Regions from separate parts of the Hordeum vulgare genome. Here region 1 is linked to region 2. Evidence: chromatin contacts called from public Hi-C data. All regions are on one chromosome and are shown on one strand. The core of a region is the stretch at or near the end of the contact, and the rest is flanking DNA. Distances in the headings are between cores, read along the strand shown. Region 1 holds the start of LOC123411082 (probable glycosyltransferase At5g25310). Region 2 holds the start of LOC123409968 (cystathionine beta-lyase, chloroplastic).

Evidence for each region. A called contact is a pair of places that touch in the nucleus more often than the background predicts.
Region 1: a Hi-C map of seedling shows a contact between it and region 2, with 3 times the contacts expected there. The contact joins the promoter of LOC123411082 here to the promoter of LOC123409968 in region 2. A contact is called at or near these places in 2 of 6 Hi-C or Micro-C datasets (leaf and seedling).

Annotation. Positions count from the first base shown.
Region 1 is chr7H:53,170,429-53,174,460 of MorexV3_pseudomolecules_assembly, reverse strand. It overlaps LOC123411082 (probable glycosyltransferase At5g25310), which reads left to right and starts at 2,098. Exons shown (of 3, transcript XM_045104001.1): 1 at 2,098-2,679; 2 at 2,804-3,164; 3 at 3,252-4,032. The coding sequence starts at 2,411. The coding sequence ends at 3,977.
Region 2 is chr7H:52,993,597-52,997,622 of MorexV3_pseudomolecules_assembly, reverse strand. LOC123409968 (cystathionine beta-lyase, chloroplastic) reads right to left here and starts at 1,555. Exons shown (of 12, transcript XM_045102837.1): 1 at 1,233-1,555; 2 at 1,052-1,164; 3 at 285-355; 4 at 98-189. The coding sequence starts at 1,488.

The sequences.
Region 1 (4,032 bases), core at 849-3,348, 180 kb before region 2:
ACACTTTTTTGAAGCTTGCACAACTAATTGGAAAAGCATGGCAAACTTTGGTCAGGAACCAAACATGCCCAACAATTGGAAAGACACCGTCTGCTAAAAAAACTTGATGATGCATCTAAATGCTCTCTCCACCCAAAAAATACCTTCTAGAAAATGGATCCATCACTCGGAAATTGCCCTTTGATTCTTGGGTGTATAAACACCTGATATGACATAAAATATTTATAATTCTAAAAAATTTAAAAATATATATTTCAAATAAAACTTAACTTTTTTTGCACTAACATATAAATTTTCATGTATAATAAACCAGCATGACTTCAGGAAAAAGTTAATTTATTGCTATTATATACAGGTCACTATTCACACTATTTTAGTGGGAAATTTTGTTTTCTAAAAAAAAGTCAATGGGATTTTTTGTCAATCTTATTCGCAAGTACAATGAAAGGTCAAGTTTATTTCTGAAATGTTTTCAACATTTTTTCACTTGTTGTTTTGTTACCGCTCCTTCTGTCCGAAAATACTTGTCGTGACATAAATAAAAATGAATATATCTAAAACTATACATGTAAATACATATATTTGTCCGACAAGTATTTTTGAATAAAGGGAGCATTGTATTCATATAGGGTGTACTATATATACCGATAGACCAAACATTTTTGTCCATCCACCATCCATCGCTAGCGTAAACTATATAGGGTCTGTTTGGATCATAGCCGCATCTAACCACGCTTAGCCACAAGTGTGGTACCTATTTGCAGCAACAATTTATTTCACTGCCATACACTCCCTTCGTTCCTAAATATAAGTTTTTTTTAAAAAGTTTCACTATAAACTACCTACAGAGCAAAATAATTGAACCTACATTCCGTAATATGTCTATATATATCCGTATGTAGTCTGTAGTGAAATTTCTAAAAAAACATATTTAGAAACGAAGTGAGTATTTCTTTGGAGCATACCACACTTATCATTAGCACTTTTGCCTAATCTTTCGCACTTATAACTACCATATTTATTTATTTTGGGTTTGCCACAATTTGTTGTAAAAACGTGGTAAACTTGACCCACGTCCTCAACGTCATTGGTCATGAGACCAATGAAATTAATCCGTTTTGACCACACTTCTCGTTCTTGTTCTTGTCTAATTAAAATGGTAAGTGTCACACTTCAGGTGCATGGCATCGGTTCAGACTTGTTTTTATGCCAATTTCAGTTATGCAAGGATGACAAATTTTGGCGACACACAATAAAGTTGCGTCAAAAATAAACAAAAACACGAAAATTGCCATGCTCGGTAACTTGCAATTAAAATTGCCATCCCTATGGAGTAGGGTGTTTTGAAGCTCGGCCTTCACGGAGCCCTTTATTTTTGAAAAAAATCAAAATTCAAATTTTCCACTTTCAAAAAAATGTAAAATATTTTGGAAGTATACATGAATGAAATGTATATGTGTGCAAAATTCAGAATAAAATACCTTGATATGCGATCTATGCAAAAAAAAAAAACAAATTCATGTATTTTTGAGATGAATAGTATCACGTGTTAAAAAGCCACAAACTTGTTTTTCTACATAGACATCGTTTCAACCTATTTCGTCCTAAAAATTTACACATATGTGTGCTATGCCTTCATGTGTACCTGTATTTGTTTTTGAATTTTCTTGAAATGTAAAGATATGAATTTTGAAAAAACAGGCCTCTATGGAGATCGAGCTCGAAAAGGATTTTCGATCCCTATGTCACTAAATTTATCATAAAAAAACAGCTAAAGTTGTCATGTGCTTGTATCTGACGTGTGACACTTTATGAGGTCCTTGTCTAATTGACCCAGACATCACACATCCAGCTCACTGGCTCCTTGTGATCTGTGCACTACGTGGTCGCCTCCATGGAGTAGCCGCCCGATCGACGGAGTACCGAGTGAGCATTGAAGGCAGGGGCGTCGATCGAGACGGCCGAGGAGATCGAAGCAAAAATATTTCCTATTAATCGCGCTGCATTAATACCAGTATTTCCAAGGAATAATTGTATACATAGTACCGCATTATTGATTCCCTATTTCTAGCATATAAAATATCCAAAAAAAAAGATTTCCAATTTGTAGAAGGCTTGCGTAGAACGAACGGCGCCGCTGAACTCAATCCCTGGTAGCTATTAGCTGTGCTGGCGGCAGTTTCCAACCCCTCGCGACCTGCAACCCTGCTAACTCAATCCCACTCGCTGAACTCATGACCTCCTCCCTTGCTCATCGTCGTTAACCTGCTCCCTCTCGTCGGATCTCTCCGGCCGACCATCCAGCTATCCGTCCAGATCTCTCCGGCAGATGTGCCAGCACTACGTGCTCGATAAGGCACTGTGACGGGGATTGATTGTTTAGTCGAGGCCGGCAGCTCGGGCTGTGCACATGGCTGCCGCTGCTGCGCGCTTGCTGGCCGTTGCGCTCTCGGCGGCCATCCTCGTGGTCGTGGTCGGCGGCCGCGGTGTTTTCCCTGTCTCCGGCGTGGAGAGGCCGAGCGTGGAGCGGGAGCTCGACGCCGCGCGGGCAGCGATACGGCGCGCGGCGCGGCGCCATGGCAACAACGCCAGCTCGGCTCCCGGCACGTGGTTCCGCGGCGACGACGTGGAGTATGCTCTCCTCGCCAGGGTCTACCGCAACCCGGCAGCCTTCCACCGGTAAGATATTGTATGTCGACGTCGTCTGCCACCCACCGCCGATGCCAAACCAAACCGCATCCGGCGTTCCTTCTCCGGCCGATCTCGATTACTCACGCGCGCGTACTCATGGCTGGCGTGGCAGGAGCTACGTGGAGATGGAGAGGCGGTTCAAGGTGTACGTGTACGAGGAAGGGGAGCCGCCGATCCTGCACACGGGGCCCTGCAAGGACATCTACACCATCGAGGGCCGCTTCATCGAGCAGCTCGAGCTCCTGGCGCCGCCCGCGCCCGGCGTCCGGACGCGGGACGCCGACCGCGCGCACGCCTTCTTCCTCCCCTTCAGCGTCGCACAGATGATGCAGTTTGCGTACCGCCAACTCTCCTACGACCGCGGGCCGCTCCTCTCCCTCGTCGGCGACTACGTCCGCGTCGTCGCCTCCCGCCACCCCTTCTGGAACCGCTCCGCCGGCGCCGACCACTTCATGCTCTCTTGCCACGATTGGGTACGCCGTGCGCATGCACAAAATAAGATTTCTCGTTTCTTCTTCAGGTGTCCGTCCTACAACTACAACTTCACTGTCCGTGTGTAGGGTCCTGACGCGTCCAAGGGGGACCCGGAGCTGTACGCGAACGGCATCCGCGCGCTCTGCAACGCCAACACGTCGGAGGGGTTCCGGCCGGGGAAGGACGTGAGCATCCCGGAGATCAACCTCTACGACGGAGACACGCCGCGGCAGCTCCTGGGCCCCTCGCCGGGGCTGTCGGCGCGGCCTTACCTGGCCTTCTTCGCCGGCGGGCGGCACGGCCACGTCCGCGACCTGCTGCTCCGCCACTGGAAGGGCCGCGACCCGGCCACCTTCCCCGTGTACGAGTACGACCTCCCGTCCACCACCGGCGGCAACAGCAGCGGCAGCCACAACCGGCGAGGCCGCGACCGGCAGAGCGACTACTTCGCATACATGCACCGCTCGCGCTTCTGCCTGTGCCCCAGCGGGCACGAGGTGGCGAGCCCGCGCGTGGTGGAGGCCATCCATGCCGAGTGCGTGCCCGTGCTGGTGTCGGAAGGTTACGCGCCGCCATTCGCCGACGTGCTACGGTGGGAGTCGTTCTCGGTGTCCGTGCCCGTCGTTGACATCCCCAGGCTGAAGGAGGTGCTGGAGGGCATACCGACGGCGGAGGTGGAGCGGCTCCGGGAAGGTGTGCGGCTGGTGAAGCGGCACTTCACGCTGCGGCAGCCGCCGGAGAGGCTCGACATGTTCCACATGATCCTGCACTCCGTCTGGCTCAGGAGGCTCAACTTCAGGCTCGACCACTAGCCAGTTCAGACTTCAGATCACTGATAATAGCAGACAGAACTTTGGAACAGAGAAC
Region 2 (4,026 bases), core at 306-2,805:
TTAGAATTGTGCGTTTAGCCAAATAATTCGTAAGTGCATACAATAGAAATAAGCTTGAAACACAAGAGTAAGAAAGTAGTACATGTTAGATACTTACCAGACTGAAGTAGGTGTGTTACTGCAGCTAGTGCTGCCATCCCACTAGTGAAGCAGAATGCTTGGTCTGCCTTCTCGAGCTTGGCCATAAGGCTGAATGTGTGATCGAATTTATCAGTGCCACTGAATAATGCATATATTTACACTGCATACAGTAAATAAGAATAAGCAGTTGGACTGAGAGTGACCTCTGGAGAACATCACGAGTAGGATTGCCACTTCTAGTATAATCATAAGCTCCATTAACAGTTGCTGAAGGCTGGAAAGTAAAATTACTGGTAAGAAACATGGAAACAAGAGTGTAAGCAATGGGCCAGACTAAACGGTGCACGCTATAGTTCTTCAGTCAAACCAAAAACAATTATTCCTCGACAAATTCGCAGTACTGATATCTGCATACCAGAGTTCCTGTAGAAATATAAATATGATGGCAGGGGGGATGTATCAACTACATTCACTGTAGTATTGTTTTGAGGGACAAGCAAGAAAAATGATGTAATTAGCAAAAACTAAGATGTGATGAATCACTACAACTAGGTAATTTGGTTTGCCAGCTAAAATTTCCGTAACCTGGTATACATGGTGAGCAACGTTTCAGCACAAGGACTTTCAATTGAACTGCTAAAACGTCATATATTATGGTGCAGAGGGAGTAGAATTCTTCAGGCTTCGAGATGATTAAGATCTGTCTTACAAAAGGATTGCAACCGGCCAAAAATTTCCACGCACACTTGAGCACTCTATTCCATACGATAGAAATGCACTGAACCCCTAAAATGTCAACTGATTACCCCCCGGTACAGCAGCCGCCTAATGTGAAATATCAATCATAACTAGTAGTATGAAACAAATAATGTGCCTCCAAACAGAAGTAAAGCACATTGAGAAAACATTGGTTCAATTTAGGTTTACATGGTTGCCCAATGCAATCCCCTCTGTTTGCAACCCTAGCTACCTGCTTGAAGGTGGCCGTCTGGTACAGGGGCGTGCTGAGAGCCCCGTACTTGTCGAACGAGTTCTCGAAGCTGGTCAGTATCGTCGCCACGCTCGGCTCCTTCCTCGTCAGACCTGCACCCGGAAGGCGAACATTTACACACTAATTCCACCAGAACAAGCACAGAGCCCCACAAACCCACCATCTCCCGAGGATTCTACGGCCCCAGGCGCATCCAAGGAGACCGCGGACGCGCTGAGGTCGCGCTCGGAGTCGCCGGAGGGACCGGCGATCGCCGCCGGGGCCGCCGCCATGCGGTGGGAGAGCGCGAGGCACGGGTAGGCGAGGCGGGGCGTGTGGGCGGAGCTGGGGCTAGGGTTTGGGCACGGGAGGGAGGAGCGCGGGCTGGAGTGGAGGAGGAAGAGGCGGGCGGCAGCGGTGGCGACGGCGGCGGCCATGGTCGGCGAGAGTGGGGAAGCGGGAGTTGGTTTGATAGCGAAGTGGCACGGACTGACGGGTGGGTTACTATGGTCAGTGGGACGGATCGTTGGTGTACTTTTGCGGAATTGGATTATCGTGTCTAGATTCATTGGATCAGCTTTTTCATTCGCTCCCGGTGCGCATACCAGATTTTTTTTTTAATTATTACTCCCTCCGTTCCTAAATATAAGTCATTTAAAAGATTTCATTAGAAGTCTACATACAGAACAAAATGAGTGAATCTAACTCTAAAGTATGTCTATATACATCCGTATGTAGTCTACTAGTGGAATCTCTAGAAAGACTTATATTTAGGAACGAAGGGAGTACTTAGTACACTATTACTTTTATAAAATATTCCAAAAATGTATGTCGGCTCCAAAATATCAGAACTAGGACCCCGTCAGGCACAATTAGGTTGAAGAGCGGGTCTTTCGTGTTCATTAGGTCGAAGAGGGGCTTTTGGGCCACGCGTAGACCGAAGTGTGGTTTTCGGTCTACAACGGGCTGAAGAGTGGCCTAACTGGACCGAAGAGCCGTCGTTGGTGGGCCTTATGCCGAAGAGAGTGACTTTGGTCAATCCGTGACCGGAGAGTAGTCTTTGGCCAACGTGAGATTGAAGAGGTCAGGATAAGACCGATCGTCTTCTTCCTCCCGACACCGGTGCTTGCTCATGTCTCTCACTCTATGTTCTTCTGGTTTTTTCTCGATCCAGTTTGTTTCCACGCCATTCTTGCATCGGTTCCCCGAAGCATGGCCATTCCCGACGGCCTAAGCTTCGATATATCCTTGGGGTAGTCATTTTGGAGATGCGGTGAGGAGGAACCATGGTAGGAGGAGGTGCAGTTGGGGATAGTAGGTGTGGCTGGGAGGAAGGAGGTGCGGCTGGAGGGAAGGCTTGGTGGGGAGTAGCCGTGGTGCAACCTCTGGGAGCCGAGGGGGAGGCAGTTGTGGTGATGGACACGATGGTGCACGGGCTCCAGGAAGAGACAAGCTTGCAACCGGCAACTCACGCGTCGAAAGTATAACCATGTCGTCGAAAAATTTCTCTAATTAGTTCTCTATGTATATATAGTTTTAGTGTTTAATTAGTGTAGATGATATTGCATAGTGTTAGTGTTAATTTTAGTGTGATGGTATTTTTAGTCGGTGCATTTTGTACCAGTCATGATTTTAGTGTTTAGTTAGTTTAACGGGGATTATTTTTTCCTTGTGATTGATGGCAAGATGAAAATGTGTGACAGGTGAAAATGTTTGAACCGGTTATTTTTACTATTTATTATGGCCCTCATAATGTCCGATATAATTGGTTGGGGGTTGATCTTCGCGAGTATAAAAGTTGTCAGTTGACCCTTCCACACCCGAAAAGATTGGACATCACGCAGTTGAAGTACTGGTTGACAACTAGTTTTGGGCTTGATCTTGATGTGTGTTCTGTTAGCATTGATGCCTTATCGACCAAATCTTGTAAAAACATATGATGGGAGCTGACACTGATAGATAGGAGGCAGAAGTGGTTGGCTTTGTTAAGCGTTGAAGAGATCAAAGGAGCCACCCATATGCCCTAGTACAGCCTATGGCGAAGGGGGGAATACCACTGAAATCAGCGGGGGGTATGAACTCGACCAGGGCAATCAAGCGTCTAACGAGACCGGTCTATCCGGATCACAACCAGTAGATGTGGATGTTAGCCATCCCGGGGAAGGGTTGAATTAAGTGCCATACAATTTGCATGGTCATGATCTAGGGTAGAGTAGTTAGTCGACATTATTTGTTGGTAGTGGTTTTGCTGATGGGGACGAGGCAGGGGAGGAAATGCAGAGGGTGATGGAGAGGAGGACAAGGATGGATTGGCGAAGGATCTGGATTCTAAAAAAATTTGAGGAGGAAGTGAAGGTGTCGATTCCTTCTTCATGATATCAAGACATGTCGACCGGTCTTACAGTCAACGATGGCCATGAGACTCAGTGACACTATCATCTGAACCAAGTTCAAATAGGGGCTATGTATGATATAAAGAAGAAAAAAAGTAAAGTAAGCATGCGATGACAAAGTGGATTATGTCTACGTAGAGTATTTTCGCACACACATATCAAGTCCAACAAACTATACGGTGAAACATGTTGAAATTGGTTGTCCTGGAAAGGTGCACGGGCACGTGCCGAAGTGAAACATCCACTGTATTGTCACTGATGTCGTCCCACATAATTGTGTGAGGAAAAACCTTCTGGTGAATCGTCCGAACATGAATTCAACTCTCATTGTGCAACTCACGTATGTTGAGATAGTAGAGAAGAAAGACATGGAAGCAAAACACATCCAGACAGCAAGACAACATTGAAGGTCAGATGGAAGTATGACATTTCTTATCGGAAAGTGTGTAGAGTTAAGTAGAAGGCTATGGAGAAAAAGTTTGGGACGTTCATAGACTCATATGATCATGTGTGAGCCACTATCTATGTATGAGACATGTTTGTTTGCATGTTACTTTTAAGTTTGTTTACTTCATATGATAA